Regions from separate parts of the Hordeum vulgare genome. Here region 2 is linked to region 1. The links are chromatin contacts, called in public Hi-C maps. All regions are on one chromosome and are shown on one strand. The core of a region is the stretch at or near the end of the contact, and the rest is flanking DNA. Distances in the headings are between cores, read along the strand shown.

What was found. Hi-C and Micro-C count contacts between places; a contact is called where the count stands out from the background.
Region 2: a contact with region 1 is called in a Hi-C map of leaf, with 7 times the contacts expected there. The contact joins the promoter of LOC123449700 here to the promoter of LOC123449699 in region 1. A contact is called at or near these places in 5 of 6 Hi-C or Micro-C datasets (leaf and seedling) and 1 of 1 datasets of contacts at active chromatin or transcription factors (embryo).

The regions. Positions count from the first base shown.
Region 1 is chr4H:579,471,263-579,474,898 of MorexV3_pseudomolecules_assembly, reverse strand. It overlaps LOC123449699 (pentatricopeptide repeat-containing protein At1g76280), which reads left to right and starts at 1,297. Exons shown (of 13, transcript XM_045127009.1): 1 at 1,297-1,504; 2 at 1,863-2,056; 3 at 2,153-2,260; 4 at 3,228-3,404. The coding sequence starts at 1,312.
Region 2 is chr4H:579,669,144-579,672,860 of MorexV3_pseudomolecules_assembly, reverse strand. It overlaps LOC123449700, which reads right to left and starts at 1,553. Exons shown (of 6, transcript XM_045127010.1): 1 at 1,291-1,553; 2 at 986-1,176; 3 at 824-869; 4 at 108-190; 5 at 1-20. The coding sequence starts at 1,504.

The DNA.
Region 1 (3,636 bases), core at 48-2,547:
CAAAGAGCCCTCGACGACGGCTGCATCACAACTCCGAAGGTGTCGCCAGCAAACTGCTGCATGGCAACACCAGGTGCTGCTTCATGGCAACACTCAGCGCGACGGAAACCTTCGATGCAACACCAATGACACTCGAGAAAAGCTTCATTGTAGCTCCGGCGAAGCTTCATTGATGCCCCAACAAAGCTTCATTGACACCCTGGTGAAGCTTCGTTGCAGCATCGCCCGTAGCTCCGCCGTCGTCCATGGTAGCAATCATAGTTCTCTCCTGATGCAACGCAGTTTCATCGTCCCCGTGTAGCAGCATCACGTGCCGCAGCATAAGTCTACCGCCATCCATGGTAGCAGCTCGTAGCCCCTCCCGCTCCAACGCAGCTCCACCGTCGGCATGACAACAACCTCGTTGCGCATCGCCTGTTGCAACGTAGCTCCGCCGTGGTCATGGTAGCAACCTCGTCGTGCATCGCGTGCTGCAACGCAGCTCCGCCGTCGGTCATGGGAGCAACGTCCTCCCAACTTAGCCTATAGCAGCACGGGGTGAGCGGCAAATGGATTGCGGCAAAACACCGTCCCTTGGGAACCCGACTTGCAATGGTGATGGCTGTTTGCAGCAGCGGTGCAACGGCGTGAGGCAACGACGACGGGCGTTGGCACTAGTGTGTGGTGCGACGTGGTGAGAGAAGAAGAAACGAAGGAAAAGGAACGAGTTGTCCAGCTTCTGAAGGAAGAAATAAGGAAAATAAAATGCTAATGAATGAGCGAGCAAAGAGGAACGCGTGGCGGGATGTTGGAGGCGGCTTACGCTCGTGAATAATCAGTTGGTTGTTTTTAAGTGTTCTCGTATATTTTTAGGTAGTTTGGGCTTTGATCAGCCTTTCAGGCCGTAAACTGGAGCCGAGCTCCCCCGCACCGTCGGGCTTTGGGCTTGGGCCGTCAGACCGGGCTGCCCATGCCAAAGCGCTCTCTCTCTCTCTCTCCTCGCATCTCTCCCGACCTCCCAGCGCCGCCGCAGTGCCGCACGTCCTCCACCATTCCCGCTCACCTTCTCCGCGCACGGCCTCCGAGCTCACTGCTCCGCCTCACCGCCCTCCACCGCACCACCCCCACGAGCGGAGCGGCTTCCTCTCCCCGAACTCACTGCCTCCCGTCGTCGGGTCCGCCGCGCTGGGGCGGGGCCGTCCACCGTGACGCCCGTGCGCGCCGGCGCGGCCTCGCCGGCGACGTCTCCGTGTGCGGCGCCCTATACCTCCCCTGCCTCCTCCACGTCCAGGCCCCAGCACTCCCGGCATCGAGCCTCTGAATCACGTCCCCATGTCGCCTCTCCGGCAGGCGGGCCGCCGCGCCGCGCCGCTCGTCCCGCCGCCGGCAGCCCCGTCCGTGTCTCGCTCCCAGAACCAGCAATGCCTTCCTCCGTGGGACGAACCATTCTTCCCTCCCAGCCGCCACCATCGCCTGCCTCTCCTCTGGGCTGGCGTCAGGGCTCGGATGATTTCCACTTCTCTAGGTAAGGATCCATGATTTGCTAGACTGGTAATCAAATCCATCGACATATTGCTAGGTTCATTCCGTGAGGTTGGTCCTAGATGACCCTATACTAGTAGTCGTGCAAGCTATCACTCGACAGAAATAGTTGGCTGGACCCCTGTATTTTAAAACCAGATCAAATTCAGGCCAGTGAGCCGACAGTAGACTCTGGTTTACCTCCACTTGAAAATATATCGGCACACCAATTCGACACTCCATGGTTGCTGAATTGATTATGAAATGCTCCATTTCGAATTATACCCGCCGATTGTGTACTGTAAGGCAGGTAGTTCCTTGTGTCAGCGTGTAACCACTAACCAATGTTTTGGTGACTTCAGAGCATCATGATTTTACGTGGAAGACTAGTATGGCTTCGAGATTCATGCAAACCGATATCGTGAATGCTCTTCGTAAAGGTGATCGGCAGCGAGCATCCATTATGCTCTCGAATCTTCAACAAACCAAAGAAGCGTTAACTTCAGAAGATTTTTCTTATATACTGGAGTACTGTGCAGAAGCACCCGATCCTTTGGTAAATCTACTGTCGATCCATATTTTACCTAGAGCACGGAGTTTAATATAGTCATTTTGATTAGTACTCATTTTGATTTTTTTCCAATATGCATAGTTTGTTATGGAGACATTGGAGCTCATGAACGTGAAGGGCATAGATATTAGTAAAAGCCATTACAGATCTGTCACTCGAGCACTCAGCCAAGGAGGGTATTCGAAGGAGGTATGCGATATTTCTTATATACCGAATGAAGTTTTTGCCATTGTAACTTGTTTGAGAGTTCAATCATATAAATACAGTTTCGAAACTGCTGCAAATAGAGGGTCAGTAGTAGTAATATACTAATATACACTTGAACCATCCAATTTACTGTTTCTTCTTTGTAAGCTGTCCAACTTTCCATTTCTTAGTGCTCCCAGCTAGTCAAAATGCAATACCGATGTATTCATCCTTTTGTACAAAATGAAGCTTCAATATTAGACAAGGCCTTTTTTAAGGGTACTTGATGAATGGTTATATTATTTCATGCCTTACCCTAAATAGCCCCACAAATATTTTCATGCTCGCTCATGACAGGCTCTGCAGCCATTGTTTGTAGAGAAAAAACTTAACTTGCAGACCTTGAACTTTGGCGGTCATTTGCTTTCCACGCTGAAACTCCAAAACCATCTAGAAGTAAACCTTAGCGCTCACTGAGTCACTGTCTGGAATCATTGTTTTCGTATGACCAGGCGGTGGTCTTAACCGATCCGGCAGTGCATCCATGTCATCTAAAAGTGCTCCAAAATGTTGTAAGGGGGTCAGGTGGCTGGTATAACTTGGAAGTTGAGAGCCCACCTTTAGAAGGTTTTGAAGGTTGAAGACGAAAAGCAGGGCCAAAGTGGATTTTTTCATTGTTTGTATATAGTATAGTTGTAGGAGAGGGAACCGGACAGTAAGTTGTACCTTCTGCAAGTAATCTGTTATTGTGTTTAATCTTTTATATGAACCCTTTTGATGAAAAATATGTTGTTTCGTTAATCTTTGGTTTCTTTTTAACATGCTCTTTGCAGTTCTTCTTGCACTTCTGCTCTTATGTTATATGTTTACCTGCTTATTGAATAATGCCTTATAGCATATCAGTTTTTGCAGGAGATCATGTTAGCTCCTTGCAGTCTTCAAGTTGTTGACAACCATCTTTCTGATGTAGGCACTTAAATTGCTCACTCTTCTAGTGGAAAAAGAATGCTCATATGCTACTTTGCCGATTTTCAACATCTTTTTGGGTGCCTGTAGCAGAAATCTGAATGATGCTGAGAGCTGTCTAGAGATAATGGAGAAACATCTTCTTGGGAAGTCTGAAATAACATTCTGTGAGCTTCTGAAGGTTTGTATGAACAATTGTTCAATATTGCCTATTTATGATCTTCAGAAGTTCAGTTTCATATCTGGAGAAGAGGTACTAGTGTACCAGAACTTACCTGTTGCGGCTGCAACTATGGGCAGACATAATCATTCATGACATTATGGACTATTTGGTCCTTATTTTCTGAATTAACATCTGCTTGCCTACATTTGTAATTTGTATTCCCTTCTGGTCCATCACTTAATTTCTGACC
Region 2 (3,717 bases), core at 304-2,803, 200 kb before region 1:
AAGGGAATGTCAATTGCAACCTGAAAATTATCATACAAATATGGTTCAGCCCAAGAACTTTCAGTGATGCTTGGGTGAAGTCAGCTGAGAGACAGAGACTGAATTACCTCGATTGTAGCATCCGATGTAAGCTGTTGAAGCGTCGAGTCATCTGAATTGTTGTTGCAGAAAACCCTATTCACCATGGAAGCTGCATCCGACAGAAAATCATCTCAATGATTTTCGGGAACAACAATTAAATATTCAATTTACGAAATGCAAAATACAACTACACAATCACACGTATTAAGCTGACATAGAGTGGATCATGCAACCCCAATGTGCCATTGAGTCTGACAAAAGAATGTCCCTCTAATTATTTTTACTGTATGGATTGTGCATACAAACTATTGAGTCTCCTTTTTTGGATGTATTCAGTTAGATAAGTGCAAAGAGCAAACAACACAAGAAAAACAGTGATCACGGCAACTGAAAATGAACAGTGACAAGCACAGAAAACGAAAATGTTGTATGCATCATTCTGATTCATGCGGGCTTCTTTTTTGTCACCCCTTTGTAGTTTACTCGTCCAGTAAAATGCAATGATATTTCACAATCCACACGATAAGCGTAAACCATGCTGTCTGGCATCCGAATCAACTGAATTCCAATGCTTCTTTGAGGAATTGATCTCATCACCGTGATCTAAAATTACATGCAGTGCCATTGAGACAGTAACGGAATTAGTATCAGGCAGCTCCAGCCTAGCAGGCTAGGCAATCTGTCAGGTATCTGGTCCAGCAACGGAAAGACGATACAAACATGAAGAGGCAGACAACCTCACCGGAGAATTTGTCATTCTGCGCCTCCACAAGGGGCGACCCCTCCAGCTGCACAACCGAAACATTTTTCAGCGTTTGCTAGGTTGCAGACACGAGACACATCATCCGCCATTAATTGGTGGAGAAGTGAGTAGCTAGTTACTGCAGGGGTGCCTGATGCTTGCCTTGCAGGAGAGGAGGCGGATGCAGCAGCCGTTGGGCTCCTCGTCGACGCGGACGAGGAGGACGGGGCAGACCTCGAGCGCGAAGAAGCGGAAGCGGTAGACGTAGCATCGGAAGGTGGACTCGTCGACGCGCTCGATGCGCTCCGCGTCCAGCACCGAGTACTGGCTCGCCGGCAGGCCCATGTACTCCGCTGCATGCATACATATGCAGACAGACAGATAGACAGACAGTAACGTGTCAGGACTCAGGAGATCGCTGGGGGGAGGTGAGGTGGGGTGAGGTCGGGGGTGAGGGTGGGCGTTACCGAGGGGGCGGGCGAGCTGCTGGACGGAGGTGGACTCGGAGCGGCGGGCGACGAAGCGCGCCTTGGGAGCGGACGACACGGTCGAGGGGGAGGAGGAGGACGAGGAGGAAGAGGAGGAGGCGCAGACGACGACGGCGGCGCGGGAGCGGCGGAAGGCGGCGGCGGCGGCGGGCACGGGCGGCGGGGAGCGGAGGGACGCTGCCATTGGGGGCATCGGCCGGCTGCTTCCACGCGGGCCTCGCCGCTTTCAGCTCGTGTGTGGTGGGGGGAGCGGCGGGGAATTTAGTGTTGGATGGATCTTTCCTCGCTCTCATTTGGACGGATAAGATGCAGTCGGGGATGGGTAGGGGTCCGGGTCGGGTCGGCCCTACCGTCGGGTGGGCCAGGAGAGGAATCTCGACTGCTGGAACGTGGGGCCGTGGGAACTGTGACCATCGTTTTCTTCTTCTTCTTCTTTTTTCTTCGCTGATGACTGATGAAGTGGAGATTGGCTGTCATCTTTTTCTTCGGGCGCGTACGTGCCTCCTGTGTCCACATACGGTGCTGCCCGACTCCGAGGTGCTCGGCTCGAGGAAGCTCGGAGCCTCACGCACCCGGCCACGGCCAGGCCTTGCTTCGCCGTCTCTACTTCCTGTCTAAATCACACTATTATCTGATTATTATCCCGAAAAGAATGACCCAAATGCTTAAAATGCAGCTGCACTATTCGACGAAGACTAGTGCATGTACTCGACTATTTGACACAAGTGAACAAATGGTGGGTGTGTCTCAGACCGCGCCGCGTGCATGTGGATAGCATGCGTCTCTGCGTCTTTTATCCATTTTATTTAAAAAATGTATAACTTTTGAACCGAGTGTAAGAATGAAGAATTATTTTTACCGCTTGGCTTCTCGTGATGAGCTTTTTAAAAATTAGATCCCATATGAATACGTTTTAATCATTTTTTTTAATAGCAACTTTGATGCTAGATTAGGCAACTTTAGTTCTAAACATGAGCAATTTAAGCTAGATGAATCGGACCATGTGTATAAGTAAATTTGCTTAATGTGTGTAGCAGTGTTATAGGTAGTTACCATGATTTATAAATTCTATACATCGGAAACTAAGTTGTAGATTGTTTAGTTGCCTTTCATACATTGTAACCGGCTTACCGTAGAGTGGAAACTTGTCGAACCTGGCTTCTAATATAAGTTGTCTACCCTAGAAATCAAGTTGACTACGTCACTACGAAGTTGTCTACGAGTGATCCTTAATTACCTACAGTACTATAAAAGTTGTCCATCAAGGGAACTAAGTTGTCTATAGTATCGAAAAGTTTTTGTGGGATCTAAGTCGTTTATCATGATTTGAAATTTCTTTAAGAAATGAATTGATGGTTTCAAATTTCAAAACTATGTGGGGATGGATGGTATGAGATCTGTGTGCTTTCCTTTTCTAGGGGAGTTTGCCTGCCAAGGTACTCAGCGCGCAGGTGTTGGCTGGCCAGGTCGCGACGAGCTCTTCAAAACTAACCCTACATGGATATGTTTCGATGATTTTTTTACCTTTCAAAAAGCAACTTTGATATTAGACGAGACAACTTTAGTTTTAAACAAAAGCAACTCCGCTCCAATTAAAGTAACTAATGACCAACAATAAGCAACTAAATAGTAATAGAGAACAACTTTGAAACAAGGGTACATAACATCACATCACGTTCGTAAGCAACTTTCTTTCTACTAGAGGCAACTTTAGTGCTAGAGATAGGCAACTTCGTGAGGGCCGGGCCGGTAAAATTCGGGGCCCTATGCGAAACTAAAAATTGGGGCCTTATCTCGTAAAAACTAACTAGTAATTGTAATGTATATATATATATATCAAAGAAAAAGTAATAATGTATATAATATAATGCCTTACATGACAATTGGACATATAAAAAAGTCATACATATCCAACTTCTAGTTGCTATTTATCTGGACATCCTCATTCTTATACAGTGGCGATTAGGAGTAGGATTCAAAGTTAATCGAACGAAGAATTTGCTAAGCACGTTGAGTTGGAGGCTGGGATCGGTCAGTGATCAATCCGACCAGACAACGTCGATGAATGTGAAAACTGAGCGACGACAGCGGTTGACCTGTTGTTCTCAATCCAATTTCCAATTTGATGAGAGCCCATATGTGGGGACCCCCACTGATAAGTCGTGATCACCGAATGAATGTGCATAGTGATCCCATATATCAGTGCTCACTAAACATGCAGAAACTGATTAGCAAGAGTCTTAAATCCATTACGTGCCGTTTAGCTCAGATTGTTGGAAATATGCCCTAGAAGCAATAATAAATTAGTTATTATTATATTTCTTAGTTCATGATAATCGTTTATTATCCATGCTATAATTGTATTGATTGGAAACACAATACTTGTGTGGATACATAGACAAAACA